Linked DNA regions of Mus musculus: region 1 is linked to region 2. The links are chromatin contacts, called in public ChIA-PET maps. All regions are on one chromosome and are shown on one strand. The core of a region is the stretch at or near the end of the contact, and the rest is flanking DNA. Distances in the headings are between cores, read along the strand shown.

Region 1 (4,414 bases), core at 1,021-3,520, 42 kb before region 2:
ACTGGAAGAAATAAGAACAAGCAGCCTGGAAGATGCGCACACTAGCCGGAAAGAGACCCTCAGCCTCTTCATCTGTGCAGTGTGCTCCAGGTTTCCAGCTATGTGAGCTGTCAACTACACGGGGGTGGACTTTGGTGACACCGTGTTGTCTTTGAGTTATTTCTGTTCCTGTAAGTAACTCCTCACCCATATTCCTCTAAATAACCCCAGTAAAACTCATGCTTCACCACATCGGACTTCAGTGGTACGCATACTTTGGTCCGTGTCAGTTTGTTGAGATGAGCAGACACGTGTTTATCTCCCCAGAAAAGGTCTGTCTCACAACAGAGGGACAAGCTACCTATGCATCCAGTAGTGTCAATGTGCATCCTAGCACTGACTCCTCCTGAGTCCATTACATCTGTACCAGCAGACGATCCCTCCACATCAACTCATCCCCTCCACAAAAATCTTCACCATGACAGGTTTATGACACTTCCAAAAACAACAAGCGTTAGCATTTTGTCTAGGCTCTGCCCCAGTTACCTCTCTTGCCTTCTTGCTCTTACTCTGTCCTGTCCTGCCTCTTCCCCCTCTCTCACCACTCGCCTCCTCCTCTCTCCCCACGTGCTCATGGCACTCACGGCTGGCCTCTACTTCTCTTTCTTCTCTTCTCTGCTCTCTTCTCCCCCCCCCCCCCCACCTTTCTCCGTCTCTACTACCCTCTCAAATCCCCTCCCCATTCCCTGAATAAACTCTATTCTATACTATGCCATCGTCATCGTGTGGCTGGTCCCTCAGGGGGGAGGGATGCGGCAGCATGGGCCTGCAGAGGCACCCCTCCTCCCACACCTGACTACACCTCCACCAAACACACTCCTTCTCTCCTTATCTTTTTATAAAACACAACAAGGAGGCCAATGTGCAAGTCTGGAGTCTATCCATAAGCTCCATCTGCTCTCCCAGAGAAACTTAAGCAAGGTCTTCAAAGAGAAAGAAGCAGGCTTTGGTTCCCACCCAGTGTTTCCTGAGCACAGGATTTGGTCCTCCTGGCATCCTAGATGCAGGGGCAGCAAAGCACCGAACTAGACCGGTTTTCTACACTCCAGCTCCAGCCAGGGAAAGCGTTTCGCTAATGTCAGCTGTGGTGGCTACTCCTGGTGGTCAACTTGACTATCTGGAAGGAATTACAACCCAGAATTGGAGGGCTCACCTGTGATCCAGATCTTGAGGCTGGAAGACACAAGTTTCTGACCTGGATCTTGACATGGAGATCTTGAGGTACAGTGGCCATTAAGTTTAGGACCAGGCAAGGCAGTACACGACTTCAATCCCAGACTGGGGCAAGGAGTTCTCTGAGTTCAAAGTCAGCCCGGGAGAAAGCAAGTCCCAAATCCAAACAAGGTGGTGCACACCTTAATCTGGGCCACGCCTTCTGCTGGAAGTCTACATAAGGACATAGGAAGAAGGAAGATTCTCTTCTTCACGGGCTTGCACTTACTTGCCAGCACATCTGTCGGAACCTACTTCTACAGAAGACCAGCTGAAAGAACTAGCCACGTGGGACTGCGCAACTACTAGATTCTTGGACTTCCCATCCACAGCTGCCCATTGTTGGGTTAGCCTGTAAGTCATCACGATTAATTATAGAGAGAGAAACATTCACTAGGTTCTGTAGCTCTAGAGAACCCCTGGCTAATACATCACCCAACCGGAGGAGGGGAAAAGACGCACCTCGGTCTGCAGCCAAGATAACTCACCTACTACAGCTTGCCGGTTAAATTGCCAAACCTCAGCCAGTCGGAAGTGACGTGCCAGCATAGACTCTCAGGTCGGCCACGTAATACACCGCCGCCTTAAACAGCAACCCTCCCCCAGAATTGACCCGGAGACCGGGAAAGTGTGGCCCAACGCCCACAACCCGTAGCCGCCCAGGCCTCTGCGGTTCCCAGCCCCACCGAGGACCAGCTTGAGCCTCTGCGGGCTCGCTGACCGCGCAGCTCTGCCAGCCCAGCCACGGCGCGCTGCCCGCCATGGGGTTCGGCGTCTCGCCACGCGCATGCGCGGCCCTCAGTCTCCGGGGGACCGCTCTGGTCACCTGGGCGCCAGCACCTCAGCCACGGGAAGCGGCGGGTTCCCTCTCGCCCGGTAAACTAGCCGCGCAGGCCCTCGCCTCCGGCTCTCCGCCCGCCACCCGCCGCGGGCCCGACTAGGCCCTGGCACGGCGGCTCGGCGCCGCGCAGCTGTCTTCCATCGCCGCAGCGCGGCTTCCGCTTCCGGCGAGTATTGTGTGTCGCGCCGCGGGGCGGGGGTGAGGGGAGGAGGAAGGAGGGAGGCAGTGCTCCGGCGGCTCCGCGCCCGGCACTCCGGGACCCGGAGCCGGGAAGGTAGGTGCTGCGCCGCCGCCACAAGGGTCCCGCAGCCGGCTCCAGCGAGCGGGCTCCTCTCGCCGCGGCCCTACGCCCGGCGAGTACGTCAGCCGGCCGGCGCGCAACCACAGCTGCCTCCGCCCGCCTCGGGCCCGGAGGACGTTTGCCGCCCCGGCGACGTCAGCGCGTCCGGCGTTGCTTGGCTACCCCGCCGTTCCCCTGTCCCGCTGCCTTTGGTCTCCCCGGGTGAAACTGACGCAGTCATCGCGGGTCTGGGCTGCGACATGGCAGCGGGCATCCCACCTTCACGTCACACCTCTCCCTCACTTAGACACGCATCCGTTCCTCCCTGCCAAGCACGACGTATGCTCCCTCACTCTGGTCCTCATGCTCCCGATATGGCTGGAGAAGATGGAGAACGGGTGGGACAGAGTTGTGGCCAGTGCTTGAAAGAGGCTCCTGAGGTGGTACCCAATAGTGATTAAAGGCAAAACGTGGACGTCTCTGACGCGATTACTTACACTGAGATCGAGTAATGGAGAGTGGGAGGAAGGATCAAGCCAGAGGAGCACAAGGCCATATTATGGCTGCCCTCTACACCACCACCACACCACCCCCAGCTCCAAATCCTCTCCGTTCTTCACTATCCTTGAGCCCGTTTCTCTCTCATACCATCTATTTGCTAATTAGATACATGCAGGTCTCTCAAGTGTGAATATGGTTCAGTTTTAGGTGAGGATGCCACTTATCTGTAGGATTGAGGAGGAGGAGGCTAAGTCACTAGTCAAAACTGGATTCTAATGGGCAGAGAAGAAAGAAATCATCCAACTGTACTTATCTGGATCAATTCTTTTCTCCATTAAAAGAGGATAAGTTACCAACTCCTACTTAAAATCCTTCCATTTGTACCACCAGTATACAGAAATAATCATTGTTGCCCCAATTCATTACATGGGCACTTTTCTGTCGATGGGTAGACCTATCAAATTTCCTTCCTTTTTGGGGGGCCCCTTTTGGGACAGAAGGAAAGTAGGGGGTTATGGGACCAGATAAATTAGCTTACTTATGTATTGACATCTTAAGAATGGAGAGCTTTGGTTGTCTCTTTCCATACACTTATTCATTTATTGAGACCAATAACTATTTATTGGTTATATTTAATTTAGGCTGGCCTCGAGTTCCTGAGGCTCCTGCCTTTGCCTCCTCGGTACATGCGCTACCTACCTAGTATTAACCATACCTGGCTAATTTCCTTCCTAATCACTGACTATCTAAGGAGTTAGTTATCAGTAGTGACGTTGAAAGACTGCAGTCACCACTGAATGTTTAGAATGTACTTGCCAGCTCTCTCTCCAAGAAGCTGCTGCCCTCAATGCACTCAATGGTGCTTCCTTAGAGCTGATATGTATTTGTTGCTTTGCAGCCATCCCAGCTGCACACAAATAGAAATGCGGTGAGTGACAGGAGCATCTTCAAGAAGAGAGCGTTCTTCCTTTGGGCTAGTTTGGGGAAAGGAAGAACCATGTCATGCTTTCCCTGAAACAGTGTGTTACTGTAGTGTAACTCATTAAGAGGAACAGCAGACAATCAAGGCTAGACTCTAAAACAATAAACTTCCTATGACGTTAGAAGAAGTAGCTTGGGGTTCTTTGAAATCGATGCAGTAATTATATATGAAGTTCTTTAAAGTAGTAATGAGTTCTAGGGCTGATAGTCAGTTTTAATAGATATGTAGATATATTATTTGTTTTACAAATCTTACTCTACAGCCCAGGCTAGCCTTATTCTTGTATTGATCCTCCTGCCTCACAGTGAGCCACCATGCCCAGCTAAAATCTTAATACTTTGGCTTATGTGACATATCTCATTTCCCATGGTTCCCTCCCTGTAGAAATAAGATCTGTGTAATTCAAGCTAACCTAGAACTCATTGTGTAGCCTACGTTGGCCTTCAGCTAATGACAGTCCCCCTACCTTGACCTCAAAAATGGCTAGGGAAATGGGTTTCAGTCGCCATATCAGGCTCCTTTTCATTGCTGGTATTGAAAAAGCAGAGGTAAAGAAATT
Region 2 (4,523 bases), core at 810-3,309:
ACCCGTCGTCTGTGGATTGTGCGTCCCGGGGCTCGCGTGTGAGTAAGATCCTCCACCCCCGCCGCCCTCCCCTCCCCCCGGCCTCTCGGGGACCTCTGAGACCGTTCCCCGACTCGTACTCCAGTGCGGCCGGATGCTGTCTCTGTAGACCAGGCTGGCCTCAAACTCAGAAATCCACCTGCTTCTGCTTCCCAAGTGCTGGGATTAAAGGCGCGCTCCACCACACCTGGCAGCTGTTCTTACAGAATTCCTGAATTCAACTCCCAGCAACCACCTGGTCGTTCACAACCACCTGTAATGGGACCCTATGCCCTCTTTGGTGTGCATGAAAACAGTGTATTCATATAGATAAAATAAATATACATATACATAAAATAAACAAATCTAGCCGGGCAGTGGTGTTGCACGCCTTTAATCCCAGCACTTGGGAGGCAGAAGCAGGTGAATTTCTGAGTTCGAGGCTAGCCTGGTCTACAGAGTGAGTTCCAGGACAGCCAGGGCTACACAGAGAAACCCTGTCTCGATAAAATCAAAAATGATGATGATAAATAAATAAATAATGAACTAATCTTACAAATCAAAAAAAGTCATATTTGAAAAAAAGGGGGTGAGGAGGCACTGAGCAGCCTCTTGACTCTGTCAGGACTCATTTGTAAGCCTTCAGTGACAAAATGCATGAGAATTCATCTAGAGGTCAACTCTTCCACCCCGCATACCCTTCACCACTATTATACACTGTATAATAATATACATTATACACCATTATACAGCATGCTCCTATTCCTTTCCTTTTTCTCCCATAGACATGAAAGAAATGCTAACAGGGTTACCTACCCAGCACAGACAGAGAGCTGCAGCTCCCAACACTCCTGTGGTGACCAGGATGGGGGCAATCCCCCAAAGCCTAGGACTAGAAGAGACCCAAAGAAGTTTCAGCCTCAAGGGAGAGATGTCCTAAGGGCAGAAAGAAAAGTCAGAGTTAGGAAAGCATCCCTTGCTTCAGAGAAGGAAGCAAGCACTTTTTTTTTTCTCTTCAAAGTTTTATTTCCCTAACTTCAGGTCAAATTTCCACAAAATTGTATTCTGGTCAATTACTAGCCTTTTTTAGCTCCCCACAATGGTAGTACCAAAGGATTTGTGAATCAGCGAGAAGAGACCACTTTAAGAAGCATTGTATTTACTCATGACACAAGGCAACAGAGTTGGGTATCTGACTGTTCAACAACACAAAGCTTTAATTGCCTCAGTGAGGACAGACAGGAAAACCAGGCTGTAGACACTCTTCAACTTGTCAGAAATCAGACCAAGGAAAATCTATTCCACACCAATCCAATCTTTTCTTTCTGTTGCCGCAATATTTTTCTTCTTTTAATTATCATATCATGTATTTTCTCAAGTCCTTCCTTTAGCCCACCTCCTATGATTGCACAGGTGGGCTGCCAATGCCAAGAGTGCATGAGGTCAATTCACCTATTGGTAACAAGTCTCAATCTCTGATAGACCAGGTGGGTAGCAACTAAAAGTACAGGGACTCCCTGGTTTTCTGATATCTTTGTTATTTTATAAAGTTCAGTTTGGGCTTCTTCTGTTTGCTACACCGACAGAGTCCACCACAAACACAATGTCATCTATGCATGGGGTATATAACTATCACAGTGGTCTTAATTTCTCTTGCTCAGAAAGTGAAAAGTGACTACATCCGGAAGTGAAAAGTGACTGTTTGAGAATTGCCCAAGGTTACCTTAGTTTTCTCAGTGTTAAATCCTTTTGTAGGCATGGTATTTACAAAGTCGTTGAACTGCAGCCTGCATAAAATTGTTGTCTTTCCAGCACAGTCCAAACCAGTGGGAAAGGACCAAAAGGTGGCAGGCTGGTTCATACCCAAGTTCTAGCTGCAAATGGTTTACCAAACTGAATGCTTTCTTCTTATCTGTTGAGAATTTCCTTTTCTGGGTGAGAGAGCTACTCGATTTCACTTTCCACCCTCTGCTGTCTACTGTCAGCCACTGCCTAGAAGTCCTCCCTTTGCAGCAGTGAGGTCTGACTGGGGGGGGGGGGGGGGACAGAGGGAGGGAGGAGCGTCTACTGTCAGCCTCTGCCTATTTCACTTTCTGCCCCTACTGTCTACTGTCAGCTGCTGCCTAGAAGTCCTCCCCCTGCAGCAGCTAGGTCTGAAGGGGGAAGGGACAGAGGGAGGGAGGGGCAGAAGAGCTGTGGCGCACCAGCCTAAACCTAGTGCTAAACCTAGTTAGGGGCACACTAGCCAGCCTCCCTAGGTGGCGAGGCGCCCAGAGAAGGAAGCTCTTAAAGTAACAGCTGAGTATGGAGAAGGAGGGAGCAGGAGTCTGCTTTACCAGAGGGACAGTGGAGGTCACCATGATCACTCAATATGGACAGGATGGAAGTCTGGACTGACAGTCCATTCCCCATTTTCAGCTGCAGATGGTGTCCCAAGATGAATGTATTCTTCTTTTCAGCTTATGATTTCTCTTTCTGGGTGATCGCTGGCTGACAGTCCTGATTTGTCACCTCACTGTCAACCTGGGCTGTCAGCTGCTGCCCTGCTCAGGAGTCTGTCCCTGGGCAGCTGCAAGCCCTGATGCTCCCCACCCGCTCTTGCTAGGGGCATGCTCACCAGCCTCCTTACACCAACAGCCTAGTATAGGCAAGGAAGGAACAGGAGTCTGCTTATCAGAGGGACTGTGGAGGCCACCATGATCACTCAATATGGATTGCATAGAATCAAACCCCACAAGGTCTCTCATGCAGCACAATACAATTGAAAATTGGCCTAAGAAGACCACCCACTTTACTAAGGGTGCTTCATAGTGTCTTCTATATAGAAATTGAGGGTCCTGAAATGAGGCTCAGATTTCCAGGACAAGAAAACACAAGGGTATGAAAGCAGAGCTCTGCCACTCAATGGTGATTACAGAAAAAAAAAATGTTGATCTCCACCAGGACTCAACATTCCCAGGACCCAGCTCAGGCCTTCCATTCTATTCTGAGTCTCTAAATAATGAGAACTCAGTCATGTGGGAATTTGACCTGTCCCCTCCCCAAACCACCTCTTCCAGGCTTTCCCACCTGACATAGACCCCCAGATCTGCTTACCAAGAAGAAGAGACTCTGGCTCATGGTGAACACTAGATCCTTCCAACCTGCTCTAGAACAGCTCTGGATAACAGGACCCAGGGATTACTGCAGATCACTTGCCCCGTGCTGCACGAAATGAAATGGGCAGTCTATAAGTGATTGTTTAGTATGTAGTGTCACTGGAGCAGTCCTGATATGAGTCAGCCTCATTAGACACCATCCAATGACATTTGTCGTCTGAGCCAAAATAGTAGCCAAATATTGGAGAGCTCATCTCTTCGTCCTGTCTCCCATAAAGTTTTGTAACTTATACTCACTTCTTCTAACTTGTGCTTGTGGTTTTAGGTTTTAAGATAGAAGGTACTGGAGGCCTGGCGGCTTTTTCAAATTTTCCGTTGCTCACTGAGCTGAACTACGGTTGGGATTCCTGATGCTGAGTTGGGCAGGTATACCTCCATTCTCTAGGGAATGCCAATGTGGGAGGACAAGAAGACCCTGACCTCTCCCTAGATCATCTTAGAATAGCCTCAACCAACAGTCACTTTTAGTGGGATTAACTAATTAAACCTCATCCTATAAGCAGGTGTCCTAGGTAAACCTAGAACCTGGTCTCTGGTGCTTGAAGGACAATTCCTCCAGTTCTAAAGAAAAACATCCATGGAGCTTGGAAGACAAGGTCAGTGGCTCAGTGGGGGAAGCAATTGCCACCAATGCCATCCCTGAGACAAACACAGTGGAAGGAGAGAACCTGGTTCTGCAAGGTTCCCTCTGACCTCCTCATCTGTGCTGGGGAAGAAGATGGACAGGTACACGACAGACAGACAGACAGACAGACAGACAGACAGACAGACACACACACACACACACACACACACACACACACAGACTCACAGTGAAAGTAATAAAATTTAAAACGCCAGAGTTTTGGGTCTTATTATAGGAAGGGAAAGAAGAATGGGAAGGAGGAAGGAAATGAAGAAATAAGATTTGTAATTGTATTTGCAGCCTTCGCTGCGGCCCCATCCGGTGCTCTCCAATGCCAGTGCTGCATCTTGCTAGCTGACCGCAAATCACAGGTGGTAAAGCACCCTGGAAACAACAAAAGCTCACAAGCTCACAAAAGTGCGCCCTCTACCAGAGGAGTGAAGAAACCTCATCGTTACAGGCCTGGTACTGTGGCACTCTATGAAATCCGATGCTATCAGAAGTCCACTGAACTTCTGATCCGCAAGCTCCCTTTTCAGTGTCTGGTGCAGAAATTGCTCAGGACTTCAAAACAGATCTGAGCTTCCAGAGTGCAGCTATTGGTGCTTTGCAGGAGGCAAGTGAGGCCTATCTGGTTGGCCTTTTTGAAGATACCAATCTGTGTGCTATCCATGCCAAACGTGTATCAATTATGCCAAAAGATATCCAGCTAGCACACCGCA

Evidence for each region. ChIA-PET counts read pairs in DNA pulled down with a chosen protein or histone mark.
Region 1: an RNA polymerase II ChIA-PET map of effector CD8 T cells shows a contact between it and region 2, with 89 read pairs. The contact joins the promoter of Trim39 here to the enhancer-like site in region 2. A contact is called at or near these places in 2 of 39 promoter capture datasets (macrophages and pre-B cells), 1 of 15 datasets of contacts at CTCF or cohesin (the NIH/3T3 cell line), 10 of 484 Hi-C or Micro-C datasets (CD4 T cells, CD8 T cells, bone marrow-derived macrophages and 4 more), 7 of 115 datasets of contacts at active chromatin or transcription factors (the SCID.adh cell line, effector CD8 T cells, embryonic fibroblasts and 3 more) and 3 of 9 other capture datasets (adipose tissue, liver and pancreatic islet).

Annotation. Positions count from the first base shown.
Region 1 is chr17:36,269,289-36,273,702 of GRCm38.p6, reverse strand. It overlaps Trim39 (tripartite motif-containing 39), which reads left to right and starts at 2,270. Exons shown (of 7, transcript NM_178281.1): 1 at 2,270-2,366.
Region 2 is chr17:36,226,832-36,231,354 of GRCm38.p6, reverse strand. It overlaps the pseudogene Gm18604. Among named protein-coding and RNA genes, the nearest start is that of Rpp21, 29 kb to the left of the region's middle. Within about 2 kb of position 2,059, at least 10 of the 459 cell types and tissues checked have an H3K27ac peak or open chromatin away from gene starts, as enhancers often do. A contact at or near this core is called in CD8 T cells, the SCID.adh cell line and effector CD8 T cells, where this site is marked.